4 separate regions of the Mus musculus genome follow, and all the other regions are linked to region 4. The links are chromatin contacts, called in public HiCAR-type and HiChIP or PLAC-seq maps. All regions are on one chromosome and are shown on one strand. Each heading gives the region's core, a stretch centred on a gene start, on an enhancer-like site or on the middle of the called end of the contact. The rest is flanking DNA. Distances are from core to core; before and after follow the strand shown. Region 1 has its middle 250 kb from the start of Gm46220. Region 2 has its middle 180 kb from the start of Gm31330. Region 3 has its middle 66 kb from the start of Marcks. Region 4 has its middle 7.2 kb from the start of Gm31202.

Region 1 (3,263 bases), core at 354-2,853, 460 kb before region 4:
TATATTTGGAGAGTTCTGTACCTTACAGAATGCTTGTTTCTTCTGCTAATTTCTAATATGGTATTCCTAAATGTAAAGTTATTCAGTGGATAATATTTTACTGAAAACTATTTAAAATCTTCAGAAGTACTGGATAGAAGTTTGATAGACAAGTTCATTACATAGTTTTATTTGTAACAAAAATCAAGTGTGTGCTGGGCATGGTGGCACACACCTTTAATCCCAGCACTTGGGAGGCAGAGGCAGGCAGATTTCTGAGTTTGAGGCCAGCCTGGTCTACAAAGTGAGTTCCAGAACAGCCAGGGATATACAGAGAAACCCTGTCTCGAAAAAAAAAAATTAAAAATTAAAAAAATTTTAAAAAAATCAAGTGTGCCTAGGGCACTTTTACATAAAGAATACCATGTTATCCTACCAAACTTTCTGGGCAGAAACATAAAAACTCTGACTGTTTAAAGTGGGAACAAAAAAAAAGTAATTAAAGTTTAAAAAAGTAATAAAAATTACATAGAAACTTATATATGGGATCCTAAACTGATAGAATTAGTGCCCTTTTAGTAAGTGACCCAAGTGTGGTGGCACACTATAGTCCCAGCTATTCAGGAGACAAAGCTAGGAAGATAGCTCTGGCCCAGGTGATTAATGATGGGCCACATAGCAAAATGCTTTCAAAAAATAAACAGATTAGTAAGTAGATGCTATAAAGCCAGATATAACACAGAGAAAAAATGCATTGTTCTACAAGCCAAGAATCTATTACCAGAAACCAACTGTGTCAGGTCTTAATGAAGTATATCCAGCCAAGAGCATCACAAGAAAACAAACGTCTGTTGTTTAAGCCATTCCAGAGGATGGCACTTTGTTGTGGCAATCTAAGCAAGAGCCCTGATACAGCACTTATTTTATAATTGATGAAAACTCAATCACAGCCCTAGATTTCACACTCAAAACACAATAAAGAATTGTGGACTTGAATGAAAGACATGCTTTGAAGAAATGCTCAAGTTCAGAAATGTAACGTAACACAGTGGTATACTTTATTTACCTGAAGGTTCAACTCTAATGTTAGGAAGTTAGATTTATTGTTGCTTTCTTAATAACCCAGTCATCTCACGTGTAAAAGCATATTGCATTCAAGTGTCTGGGGCTATTTTCAGGAATCAATACTTGTTCCTTAGCAGTTGCACAGTAGCAGACAATTGCATAAAGAAGCTGTCTGTCTTTATTTACACAATGTATTTTTGTATTCACTAGGCCAGAAAGAATAGTTCTGTGTAGCAGCTGCCATTGTATTTTCTGCTTATCTCAGTCCTGTCTGCCACTGTTATAATTCACCAGCTGACACCCGCCTTGGCAGAAACCACGGGCAGTAATTTCATGCCAAGCAACAACGAAGCTCTGAACTCTGACACAATTCATCTTAGTTCTAGTTAGTAAAGGGGATTCTTTGGATCTTCCCCCACTTCTGTTGAAGCATTTGTGGCTGTAAAGGGGGAGGGGAGGGGGAGGGAGAGAAGATGGGGGATGCAATGGAAATGTACACTGGGGAACAGTTGCTGCTCTGTCTGGAGCAGGGGAACAGTGTCACTGGAAGACAGAGTCACTTGTGAGGGATGAAGACTGGATGTCCAGATAATGACATTCCTGCTTGTTTGGTTTTACAGAGTTGGAAGGATATGAGAGCACATTTGGTCTCCAAAAATACACTACTGTTCAACTCAAATGATTTGGAGGTTCAAAGTGTAATTTCTGGCACTTTCTGATTTAGGAAGCTTGAATTCAGGCATGAAGGCACTTGATTGTAACCATAAAAAATAGCCTTGTTTTGGTTGTGAATGCTTGATAAATAAAATGGAAAACTGCACGTCTTCAAGTTAATTTCTATACTCCCAATGGCCGTGGTTCACGTGGGTTTCATTGCAAGCAGATTAATTTTTAGTCTGAAAATCACCAGTAGCCAGCCAATCACATTTCGAAATCATGCCTTTTAGAAGTTTTGAAATATATTTTTAAAGCACACGTCAGAATCCCCTAGGTTTCCCACAATCTACTGAGAGTAAGAACCGTACTTTCCACACCATTTCCTGATAACTTCATGTGACACACAGTACCACATGAATTGCAGAAGTGAGATGACAGACTAGGTAACCACTCTTTTAAATGTCACCTTGGCCTCAGGTACCCTCTCATGTCAGCCAAACATAAATATCAGGCTAGAACTGTGATGGTATGGCTTTGTATTTCCCCCTTTAAATTCTGTGTATATACAGAGAGAGAGACTGATTAAAAGAAACTCTAATGAGGATATTGCTTCAAATCTCACTCAACTTTCTATCCTCTCACTGATGAATCTTAGCAAACTGAGGAGCCAGTTCTGTTGACAGCATTTTGAAAAAGAAAGCATAAGGGTCACATTTGATTACACTCCTGCTATTTCACTAATGACACGGCAGAGAAAACATTGTATTCAGCCGGATTTCATGTCTCAATACTACCTGGTGATGCTAATTAAATGAAAAAGAATAATTCATCAAAATTTAAAATAAAATTGCATCATGTCATTTATCTCTAGAGAAACAATGGGTCAAAATCATTGATGGCCAAAAAGAAGATTATTTTCGTATGTTTTGCTGATCACAGTTTTTACATCACAGCTTTCAACAAAGTCAGATTCTCCTAATGAAGCATATTTTCAAGAAGCAACTGAAAGATGTGTTCTCTTGAAAAGCTAATTTCTGTCTTGATACACATAAACTGAGGGGTCTTGTGTTCTCTAAAGGAGAGGAAAACCTTTATCAAAATTATAAAAAAAGATATCAGCTAAATAAACTCAGTAAGATCTCAAAAACTTTGTAGGATTTAGCTAATTAACTTAAATCAGTTGATATGTCTGATCAAAAATGATAGCTATGAAGAGGACAGATTGGAACTTGCAAGATAGCCAACTAGACCAACTCATAGTGTCTGATAGACCAAGTCAAGACCTTAAATTAAAAGAGATAGGCTCAAATTTCCATCTTAAGCCAGCCGCCAGAGAGAGATGAAGAGGCTGGTCTTCTGATTAGGAAAAGATCAGTAAATGGATGGTTCCTCACTGACATCTCTCAGATATGGCCTCCATGGCAATGTGGGAAACCCAGTCATGCATAGCCATAACTGGTCTTCTGCACAACCCAGGCTATAGACACACATAGTTGACATTTTGTGGCTATCCTTACAGTGTCCTTTTAATCTCTTCCAAATTTGCTTTGATCATTGCTGTC
Region 2 (3,388 bases), core at 587-3,086, 260 kb before region 4:
ATGGGGAGTATGGTCCTCTGTAGGGTGTTCACAGATACCTACCAAGTACCTGTTGCTTGAACTTCTGGTCAATCTGATATTCTGGTCTCCAACCACTACACTCTTCCCACACCATAATGCCAACTTCCTATGGCTGTTGAAGTAACTCCATGAATAAACAGGCCCTGGCACAGAAGACTGTATACAGATGTGCAAGCTCCTTACACTCTACCCAGCATGTGTGAAAAGAAGACAACCTCAATATGGACTTTTCTGAGGCGCTTCATATGCAGGGAGGGCCCTGCCACACTTGCCTTAAGGTCAGCTGCTGTGGGGCGAGGAGGTATAGAGCCTTCCTGAGGCTGTGTCCCAGAGCACTCAGGAGAGAGAGGGACCCTATGGCTCCTGATTACAGTTCTTAGCTGTAATCATCCAATTACACCCTTTTATGTTCTATTTTGCTGCATCTGAAAGGGCCCCTGAGGAGGGGGGTGAATCTGGATATCTAATAGCTACTTTAACCTGGAGGTAAGCTGCTAAAAATAGTCCCACTATCTGTGGGCGGGCTTCCAAGGAATGCTTGAGTGTAGAGCAGGGCAGCATTCTGCCAATCAACCTCTTGTCTCAATCACTTGGCCACACTGCTGTCAGATCCCAGCGCGTGGGTCTTATTTGTTCCAAGTGCCACAAAAGTACAGGACCTAGAAGGGAATAGAGGTAATTAAAGCAGAGTTGACGATGAATCCTGGATATCAGAGGGTACATTTAAGTCACGTTAAAAATCTAGAACTGACATTTCACACCGCTATCATACCATGACTCCAAAGAACTCTTTCCCAGTGAAAGAGATTATTTCTAGAGTCCCCTGCTCTTAAAAGGGGTTGTGTATTATTTTATCCCTTAAGTTGGAGATGCAGAGAAGCCTTTTCTCTCCTCATAAAAGTAGATAATCTGGTGAAAGCCTTTCTAGGAGAGAGATGGGTGCTCCTGGTGACACTGAAGCACACCAGCACAGAAGATGGCTCAGCTACTGCTGTGTTTCTTACAAAGGGCATAGACAAAGGTTGCTTGGGATGAATTTTCCTTGTCAGAAATTTTGAATCTGGCATTTTCCTTGAGTTTAAATGTTATATTAATAAACGGTGAATATAATTTAATGCCACTGGTATTTTCTAATTTAAATTGAAGTCAGTTATTAAAAGGTCAAGCATTACCAATGCTTCTTAGGGGAGAATATGACAGAAATGAAATTCAATGTATACTTCCTTCGAAAATTGGTACCTACCTTTAGTTAGCATCAAGGAAAAAAGGATTAAATTCTAAAGCAGAATTACTAATTTCCGTTGAACTTTTTTGGAATAGATGAAAATATAACTTTACTCAGCATTAAGATAGGAGCATGATTATTCATCTATTAGACATACAAATGAAGCATGTATGGTTTTTGTTTTTCTTAATCTAACTTAGCTATTAATTAAATATTAACTAGAGACATTTTGGAAAGATTTTTTTCCCCTGTTTTACTTTTGACAAAACAGATTGTGAACTTAATTAAGAGCATGCCTATGGAAGTAAATCTATAACAACTGTTTTGTCGTGGAGAAATAAATACCTTTACATGCAGTAGACAGCAGGATTTTGAAGAGGGAATTGATTACACTTGGACTTCAGTTTTGTTTCAAATTGTTTATTTCTCTAAAGATGGGGGTGGGATCCTGACAAAAATTTTTCAGTGGGATGTTAATGAATCATTTGTGGTCAGGTTCACAGACAAAAGCCCTTTATTGGCCTGAGTTGGGTCAGATTTCCAGACTTTCTTTACCCTCTCTCATCTGGGGAAGACAAAACAAGGCAGAGGAGGGGCTTTTCCAGGCCACAGCTCTGCAAGGTTTCTGACTAGGAGCCTGCAATCAAGAAAGCAGCTTCAAGGCTGGATCTGTTTCCTGGCTCACCAGGAATCTTGTGACACGCACATTCAATCTTTATTTGTTTAAGGCACACCATTCTTGGCTTGTTTAAATATCCTACCAGAGCAGAAAAGCAAGTCACCAGTTCTGGGCCTCAGAATTGGTCTGCTTCTGTAGTAGCTCTGACCTCAGGAGACATGTGACAGGCCAGGTCCTGGAGAATGATTGCTAAAGAGGGCCTTTCCTACTGACTATTAAATCTAAAGATACCTCAACTCTGTGTGTGTGTGTGTGTGTGTGTGTGTGTGTGTGTGCGCGCGCATGGGCACATACTTTATACAGAGTTGTCATGTTATTAAAGTAAAGTCCAACAAATGATTAAAGGTCAGATGTCAAACATTTGGCAGAGATCTTTATGTTCTTTTACATCAATTGTTCCCCCATAAACCTAAAATGTGACCACTCAAGTACATGTTGTTAAAGCAGGATATTGAGCTTAGCATATTGTGAAAGAATTGCAAAATAGCCTTGGTGAAATTCAGAAATTCTTTCACATATTTACTTCTTAAATAAGATGGAGCTTTTATTTTCATCCTTTCTAGGAATAATTCACTTAGCAATAATACAACTTTATATATACAAGAAGTGGCATACATTTATGTAACTACATAAAGTGGCATATATATATTTTCATGAAATTACTTTTAAAATATTTGAAGTAGGAATATGTCCCCAAATCCCTATGACCTGAAAGAGCTTTAGTGTGAAAGGAATCCAAGCACCTGAATGTATCATGACTTTAATTTTATATTTTAAGTCGTTGCCTAAAAGAAAAAGGGAAAAGAAAAAGAAAAAAATCCAGACACTAACTAATATTCACACATTTTATGTATTAGCCTAAGACAGTTGCTCAGATCCATTGTTCTTCAGCTGGGCAAGGAGACCTGGTGGCCAGGCTTCCAGATCCAGAGCAGGCTTGTTGGTGCTCTGACATTGATTGCACCTCTACAAAGATGATTCTGTCTCACTCCCGCTGCTTTTTGATCACCACATCTGTAAAATACAAATAAGCAAACTTCACTGAAAACAGAAAACATGATCCAATGTCATGTCGTCTCCCAGGAGCCAGTGAATCTGTTAATTTGTAACTAAGCTGCATTGAAATTTTCATTCCTGAGGGGGAAAAGAACAATAAAAATAAATAATAAAACTCACCAAAACAGCCATGGCTAACAAAAAGGGGCAGCTGGCTGCCTCTTATCTCCTTTCATATGACTTCTCCAAAACAACTGGGATTGTATACCACTTGGTAATGCTTAGCCTTATTGTCATTTGACTGCATATAAAGCATCAACATTGGTGGAGGTGATATAAAAACAATCATAAAAGAAATCTGTTCTTTTGATTTTATGCTGATGTTCAAATTCAAGTTCCCTACCAATTTCAATATTCCTTGTTTTCTGCCTACAGTTACCATCACATAAAATATACTCACTCAGTAA
Region 3 (2,998 bases), core at 473-2,972, 280 kb after region 4:
GTGGGAGAAAGAGTATGAAAAGACGGAGAGAGTTATTCTGCCTGAAGTGCATTGTCCAGAAGATGGAGAGGTCTTCAACTGGATCTTATGCCAAGTGGCTGTTTAATAATTTGTTTTGTGGAAACAGAGATCTCCTAAACTTTCTTGAGAAAAAAATTAATATGGACAAGACTCTGTTTCCTGAAAATTCGTCTGGAGGCTAGAGGTGCAGTTCAGTTACAGAATGTGCTTGGCGTATGTGAGGAACTAGGATTGGTCCCCAGCACACATGAACACACATTTGAATGTGAAGCTCAGTGAGTTGTGTTTAAGTGACAGATAGAGGTTATCAACATGGATAGAGGCCGTAAAGAAGAAATGATCATGGCTGTCCTGGCGAAAAGCAGTAGATCCTAGAACCCAGCTATTGCAATGGGAAATGGATGAAAAGGAGTCAACTTAAGACATGCCCAGGAGTTGATATGACTCAGAAACACTGGCATTCCATATTTGTATGCATGTCAGATCTTATTGCAAAACCCCAACCCTTGATCATGTGTAAACAAAATAAATAATTCCATAGAATGTTTTTAAAAAGACCCACACATTTGGAAAAAATTTTTTAAATTGAATCTATAATTTGGGGTACATAGGCTCAGCAATTTTTTTTGGAGCATTTATAATCATTTCTAGGATTTGTTTTGGCTTTATTTTCTTGAGACGAGGTCATGCAATGTGGCTCTAGACCTCACTATGCAAAATAGCTGTGATTGTCTGGCACTTTTTTTTAAATGTAGATTTCTTTTATTAATAATTTGTGATGGTTTCTTTGGTTACCAAAAGTAATTCTAATCTGGTTGAATTTAACACACACACATACACAAACACACAACACACCCTTTAATCTCATCTTGAAACATTTAGTGATCCACCTCATTCAATCTCTATAGTCAATGTGAAAAGAAAAAAAAGTGAACATACATACCATGACATGTTTTCACAAAAACCCATTTCACTATTTGTGGGCCATAAAACAGTCAAATACATTTAAATGACGTCTAGGTGACTGCACCACAGCTGTACTGATAACTAGATAACCAACCCAGTTAGAACCAGCCAACTCTCCTTTGCATCATCCCTTGCTTTGATCATGTCTGCTGAAAGGAGGGAGCCTGTTGGCCTCATGGAAATACATTAAAGCCAAATCTCCTGGTTTCCATTTCCAGAGGTTTCCTTCGGGTAGATCAAGCCTTTGCTTACAAAGCAAGCCTGAGTTTGTGGTTGCTGATATTAAAGTTCTTCCGGCCTGTCTCCTAAGTGCTGGGTTTACAGGTGTGAGCCTCCCAGCTCAGTATTGTAGACATTTCCAATATACTCATATTCCTTTTTAACTTTTTCACTTACACATCCCTCTAACACAGTGGTTTTCAGTCTTTCTAATGCTAGCACCATTTCATGCAGTTCTTCATGTTGTAGTGACTCTCAGCCATAAAATTATTTTCATTGCTACTTCATAACTAATTTTGCTACCATTAAGAATTATAATGTAAATATCTGATATGCAGACTATCTGGTATGCGATCCCTGTGAAAGAATTGCTTGGCCCCAAAGGGTTCGAGATCCTCAGTTTGAGAACCGCTGCTCTAGTGTATGAGGAGCACAAGAAGATCGGGTAAACAGTCCTGGGAAATTGCTATTTGCAGGCCTTAAAAGCTTTCAGAGGCTGATGGAGAAGCTGTAGGGTTTTTAATCTATGTGCTCCCCCTAGTGGTCAAGCCAGTCTTTGACAATTTCTCCAGTATGCTCCGTTTTATATTGAAATAATTGCAATGAATTAACTCTAAATGTATTTACACTTTAGCATTTTCTCTTGCTTTCTCCTGAATAGACTCCATGAGATTCATGATGAGCCTCACATGCTATTATTGTCATAATTTGTAATTATCAGTTTTCAGTGGTGTTTATTGAATTTCAGATTACACCAAAATGTAATTATCACCTAGTATGTATGAGCTAAGTCACGATGACTGCTCCAAGAAAGTGAGACGAGCAGTTCTCACTATAAAGTGCGTTCATTGATGAACCCACAGGCTTTAAAAATGACTTTTAAAATGTGAATGTTTCATCATAATCCCATCATGCTTTTCAGGAAGAAGTCACCCTAGGCACAGTCCTCTAACGTCACCTCCAAGTCCCTATCTGTCAGTGTTCTATTGAGCTGAAGGAACTCCATGACCATGGCAACACTTATAAAGAAAAAATTTAATTGAAGGAGGCTTACAGTTCAGAGGTTTAGTCCATTATCGTCACGGTGTGAAACATGGCGGTGTGTAGGCAGACATGACGCTGGGAAAGGAACTGAGAGAATTCTACATCTGTGTCCTCAGGCAGGAGGAAGAGAGAGAACTTCTGCCCCTGGTACTGTTTAGAGCCTCCGAAACCTCAAAGCCCATCCCTAGTGACACACTTCCAGTTAGGCCACACCTACTCCAACAAGGCCACTTGTCCTAATCTTTTCAAATAATGCCACTCCCTATGAGCCTGTGGGAGCCATTTTCATTCAAACCACCACACCTTCTAAGACAGGGCCAAGTATTACAGGAGAGGAAGGAGTGAAAAGAAAGATCAATTGAGTGCCATACATGTCAGGCTTCATATTTTATACCTGGTTTCTCATTTAAAACCCTAAATGCTATTCCATTCCTTATCTACACACACACACACACACACACACACACACACACACACACACACACACCACACATATACCACATACACATAAACACATTCCACACACATCACATATGCACACTCACACATACTACATATACACACATACCATGCATATCATATAAATACCACAAACACACACACTGCTTAATCTCTTACAAGTCACAATAAGGCAGAGTGATGAAATAGACCCCAGTTCTATAGATTCAAATAGGAGAACTAAAAGCTGAATACTGTTTGTTCCCTTTGAGTCAGAGGCCTGAACACCCAGGGCGCCCATCTTCAGAGG
Region 4 (3,210 bases), core at 80-2,579:
GCCTGAGCTACAGCCTTGGTAATAAGCCCTGAGCCATTCTTTAGCCTGCTGTGACTCCCTTTCCTGTGCACAAAACAGCAACAGTGCAGGAGGTTCTAAGATTTACCTTCCTGAACTAACTCAACAAAAAGGGGATGCTGAGTTCAGCACATGGTGTTCAGTATAAAGGTCTGCAAATGCGATCACTTTGGGGCTGTGGTTTTCATCAGACAAGCCGAGGTAACATTTTAATGTGATCATGTGCACATACCAGGGCCTGATTTTCCTAAATTGCTCTCCCTAAATGGAATTCCTTTACCAAAGCACAGACCCATTCCCCCGCCCCCCCAAGGGGCATACTAGTGTCGTTCTCCAATGAAACTCAATTCTGCACACATTAACTCCGAGGCAAGGCTCTAGTAAATCCACTTAAACCCTTCCATTTACTTATTGTGAAATTATTTGATTCCATATTTTCTATTTTAAAAGATCAGAATATGTGTAGCAGTGGGAGATAACTCCTTAGGCTTTTGACTTGTACATTCTCTCTTTCAGAGAGTGACTCGTTCATTTTGGTTAGATGCACGTTTATCATGATGCCGTTGGCTGAGTAAGACATAATGTTGATCATTTTGCTGATAATGTAAGGCTTAGAGAAGGCTAACACTTGTGCACATCTGCCTTCTCCAGCTCTTCCAACACTGTTAAAGAATGTCTTTTTAGTTGGATTTTTGAGATGTGTATTTAAAAAAAAAATCTGAGTAAACTTAATTTTTGGAATCTTTACAATGCTGACAGTGAGCATTTCCCTGCACACAGCCTTTAGTAGAGCAGCCAAGGTTGTCATGGTGAAATGGATCAGCGCTGTTTGCCAGGCAGCCCATGGAACTGCAGACAGGCTGTTGGTACAGAGCTAGCTACACAGGCCACCAGTTCATTATCTATAGCTGAATCTAGGTCACTGGGATTTGTTGATGCTGCAGCTGATCCTGAGGTACTTCTGTCTCCTTCAGTGTTCAAAAATGGCCCATGCACACTGGGTATCCCTTGTGGCTGCAAACACTGCAGGCTTAGATCCTCTCCTTCTGCACGATAAGTGTTAGTCTTTGCATTTAATTAAAAACTCTCAACCGTTTAAGCTGGAAAACATCACAGGTTTGCCTACCTCCGTGTGTGCCTCTGTGTGTGTGTATGTGTGTGTCTGTATGTGCATTCATGTACGCAAAACTTGACATGGAGATATCACACTGGAGCCTGCATTTCTCTTATTAAAATGCACATTCCAGAGGCATGAGCTCAATATTACAATCACATTCCTCTGTGAATGTAAACATTAGCCAGCAGCAAAGCTTGGCAGCTCTTAAAAATGAAGAGTGCTCAGGCTTTCCTCCATCCACAGCATGTGCCGTTTTCTCCCTAGGTACATAGTTTCACTGTGTTTGTGGTGGTGTATCTCAAATGGTAGGATTGTGGTGGTCTGGGCACGTGGTCAAAGACCAGAGCAGAAAGGCTTCAATATCTTTTCCCATTCACTGGTGCTGCTGACTGTGCTCTCCCATGATTGTCCTGCTATGTAGATCAGGCTGACCTCAAATGAACAGAAATCTTGACTGTGCCACTCAATGGGATTAAAGTCACGAACCACCATCCTTGGCTACCATGGATTTTCAAATAAAGCAGTGGAAATGACCTTTTTTTTTTTTTTTTCTGTTTTGTTTTAAAGCAATGTCAGGAATGGAGGTACATGCCTATAATCCCAGCATTCTAGCAGCTACGGCAGGAGGATTGTATGTTCAAGATTAGACTACACTGTCTGGTAAGAACCTATAGTGGTGTGTATTGCAGGAAACATTAAAAGAGAACAAGTTTTCGCACTAAGTCCGGCTACTCTCTACCCCGCCAACCCCACTGCCTCCATGGCTAGCCCCATGCAGCAATTGATTGCAGTCTTCCTAGCTCCAGTTCGCTTGCCTCAGTGGCTTGTTCCTAAAACCACAAACCCCTATGGTCTGTGGTACCATATTCCAGTAACACAGTAAAACAAAAGTCTTGAAGCTTATAATTAACCAGTAAGATTTATATATCAATAAATTCTCAATTCACAAGATGGCCACACAATAATTTCTGTGCCAATTGATACTGATACAAGCTGCCCACCTAGATTAGTCAAGTTACCCCAATTATTTTATCCCAATATAGTAGCATATCTACCCATGGCTATTCAAAGCCATGATGGTTCTGCATCATCCTGTCCATAGATCTTGCTTCCTGTCTCTCCCTCCATCCCATCTCTCAACTCTTAGCTATACCTCCCTTTTCCCTGTCCAATCACAGGCCTCCTGCTGCACTAAAATTTTAATGTAATTGGAGAGGGAAAATCCTGCCACAGGTTTGACTCAGAAAAGTCCCCATAGGCTCATGTATTTGAATGTTTGGTTCCCAGTCAGTGGAACTGTTTGGGAAGCATTAGGAGTTATGGCCTTGTTGGAAGAAGTGTGTCACTGGAGGTGGACTCTGGGGCTTCAAAAGCCCACTTCATGTCTCTCTCTCTCTCTCTCTCTCTCTCTCTCTCTCTCTCTCTCTCTCTCTCTTTCTCTCCATCTTGTGAATCAGATGCAAGTGCTCTGCTACTGCTCCAGCACATGCCTGCCTGCCTCCCTACCATGATGAACATAGTCTAACCCTCTGAGATTGTAAGCAAACTCTCAATTAAATGCTTTCTTTGATAAGTTGCCTTAGTCATGTTGTCTCTTCATAGCAATTGTAACCTAAAGACAGAGTCTATCAATCAATCAATCAATAATAAACAAAGGAGTGAATAGATAAGGCCATGAACTATATTTTGAAATAAAATCTTCCTAGACATTGTTATTTTTATGATCCTTTTCTTCCCATTTGGGTTGGGTTTCCCATGTGAAGTAAGTTACTTGATATTGAGCAATCTGTTTTTATTTAGATTGTACCATTTGAGTTAATATTTCCAGCTTCTCAGGTGAAAGAATGTATATACTCAGATCCTAGCAAGTCACCAGCCTTGCACTGTGAGTCTTTTGTTAATTTAGGTAGAGAGGGAAAAGCAAAGCCTTTCATCTCTACAACATTAAGATTGTGGCATAGGAAGATTTATTCCATGGGAAAGCTGAAGGAAATGGGGCCCGAATGAAAAGATTAACCTTGCTATGAAGACACAGGAGAAAGTGAAGATGATTATAGAAAAAAATATAAAATAAA

Evidence for each region. HiCAR-type assays count read pairs that join an accessible place to other places. HiChIP or PLAC-seq counts read pairs in DNA pulled down with a chosen protein or histone mark.
Region 1: a HiCAR-type map of astrocytes shows a contact between it and region 4, with 2.3 times the contacts expected there. The contact joins two enhancer-like sites. A contact is called at or near these places in 3 of 484 Hi-C or Micro-C datasets (B cells, adipose-derived mesenchymal stem cells and bone marrow-derived dendritic cells) and 1 of 115 datasets of contacts at active chromatin or transcription factors (astrocytes).
Region 2: a contact with region 4 is called in an HNF4G HiChIP or PLAC-seq map of pancreatic cancer cells. The contact joins two enhancer-like sites. A contact is called at or near these places in 1 of 15 datasets of contacts at CTCF or cohesin (the NIH/3T3 cell line), 2 of 484 Hi-C or Micro-C datasets (3T3-L1-derived adipocytes and embryonic fibroblasts) and 2 of 115 datasets of contacts at active chromatin or transcription factors (bone marrow-derived dendritic cells and pancreatic cancer cells).
Region 3: an H3K27ac HiChIP or PLAC-seq map of neural progenitor cells shows a contact between it and region 4, with 4 times the contacts expected there. The contact joins two enhancer-like sites. A contact is called at or near these places in 1 of 15 datasets of contacts at CTCF or cohesin (the NIH/3T3 cell line), 8 of 484 Hi-C or Micro-C datasets (CD4 T cells, bone marrow-derived macrophages, cerebral cortex and 5 more) and 4 of 115 datasets of contacts at active chromatin or transcription factors (fibro-adipogenic progenitors, microglia, neural progenitor cells and 1 more).

Annotation. Positions count from the first base shown.
Region 1 is chr10:37,810,816-37,814,078 of GRCm38.p6, reverse strand. No RefSeq gene overlaps it. Among named protein-coding and RNA genes, the nearest start is that of Gm46220, 250 kb to the left of the region's middle. Within about 2 kb of position 1,603, at least 59 of the 459 cell types and tissues checked have an H3K27ac peak or open chromatin away from gene starts, as enhancers often do. A contact at or near this core is called in astrocytes, where this site is marked.
Region 2 is chr10:37,615,074-37,618,461 of GRCm38.p6, reverse strand. No RefSeq gene overlaps it. Among named protein-coding and RNA genes, the nearest start is that of Gm31330, 180 kb to the right of the region's middle. Within about 2 kb of position 1,836, at least 60 of the 459 cell types and tissues checked have an H3K27ac peak or open chromatin away from gene starts, as enhancers often do. A contact at or near this core is called in the NIH/3T3 cell line, embryonic fibroblasts and pancreatic cancer cells, where this site is marked.
Region 3 is chr10:37,071,740-37,074,737 of GRCm38.p6, reverse strand. No RefSeq gene overlaps it. Among named protein-coding and RNA genes, the nearest start is that of Marcks, 66 kb to the left of the region's middle. Within about 2 kb of position 1,722, at least 19 of the 459 cell types and tissues checked have an H3K27ac peak or open chromatin away from gene starts, as enhancers often do. A contact at or near this core is called in neural progenitor cells, where this site is marked.
Region 4 is chr10:37,355,545-37,358,754 of GRCm38.p6, reverse strand. No RefSeq gene overlaps it. Among named protein-coding and RNA genes, the nearest start is that of Gm31202, 7.2 kb to the left of the region's middle. Within about 2 kb of position 1,329, at least 103 of the 459 cell types and tissues checked have an H3K27ac peak or open chromatin away from gene starts, as enhancers often do. A contact at or near this core is called in the NIH/3T3 cell line, astrocytes, embryonic fibroblasts and 2 more, where this site is marked.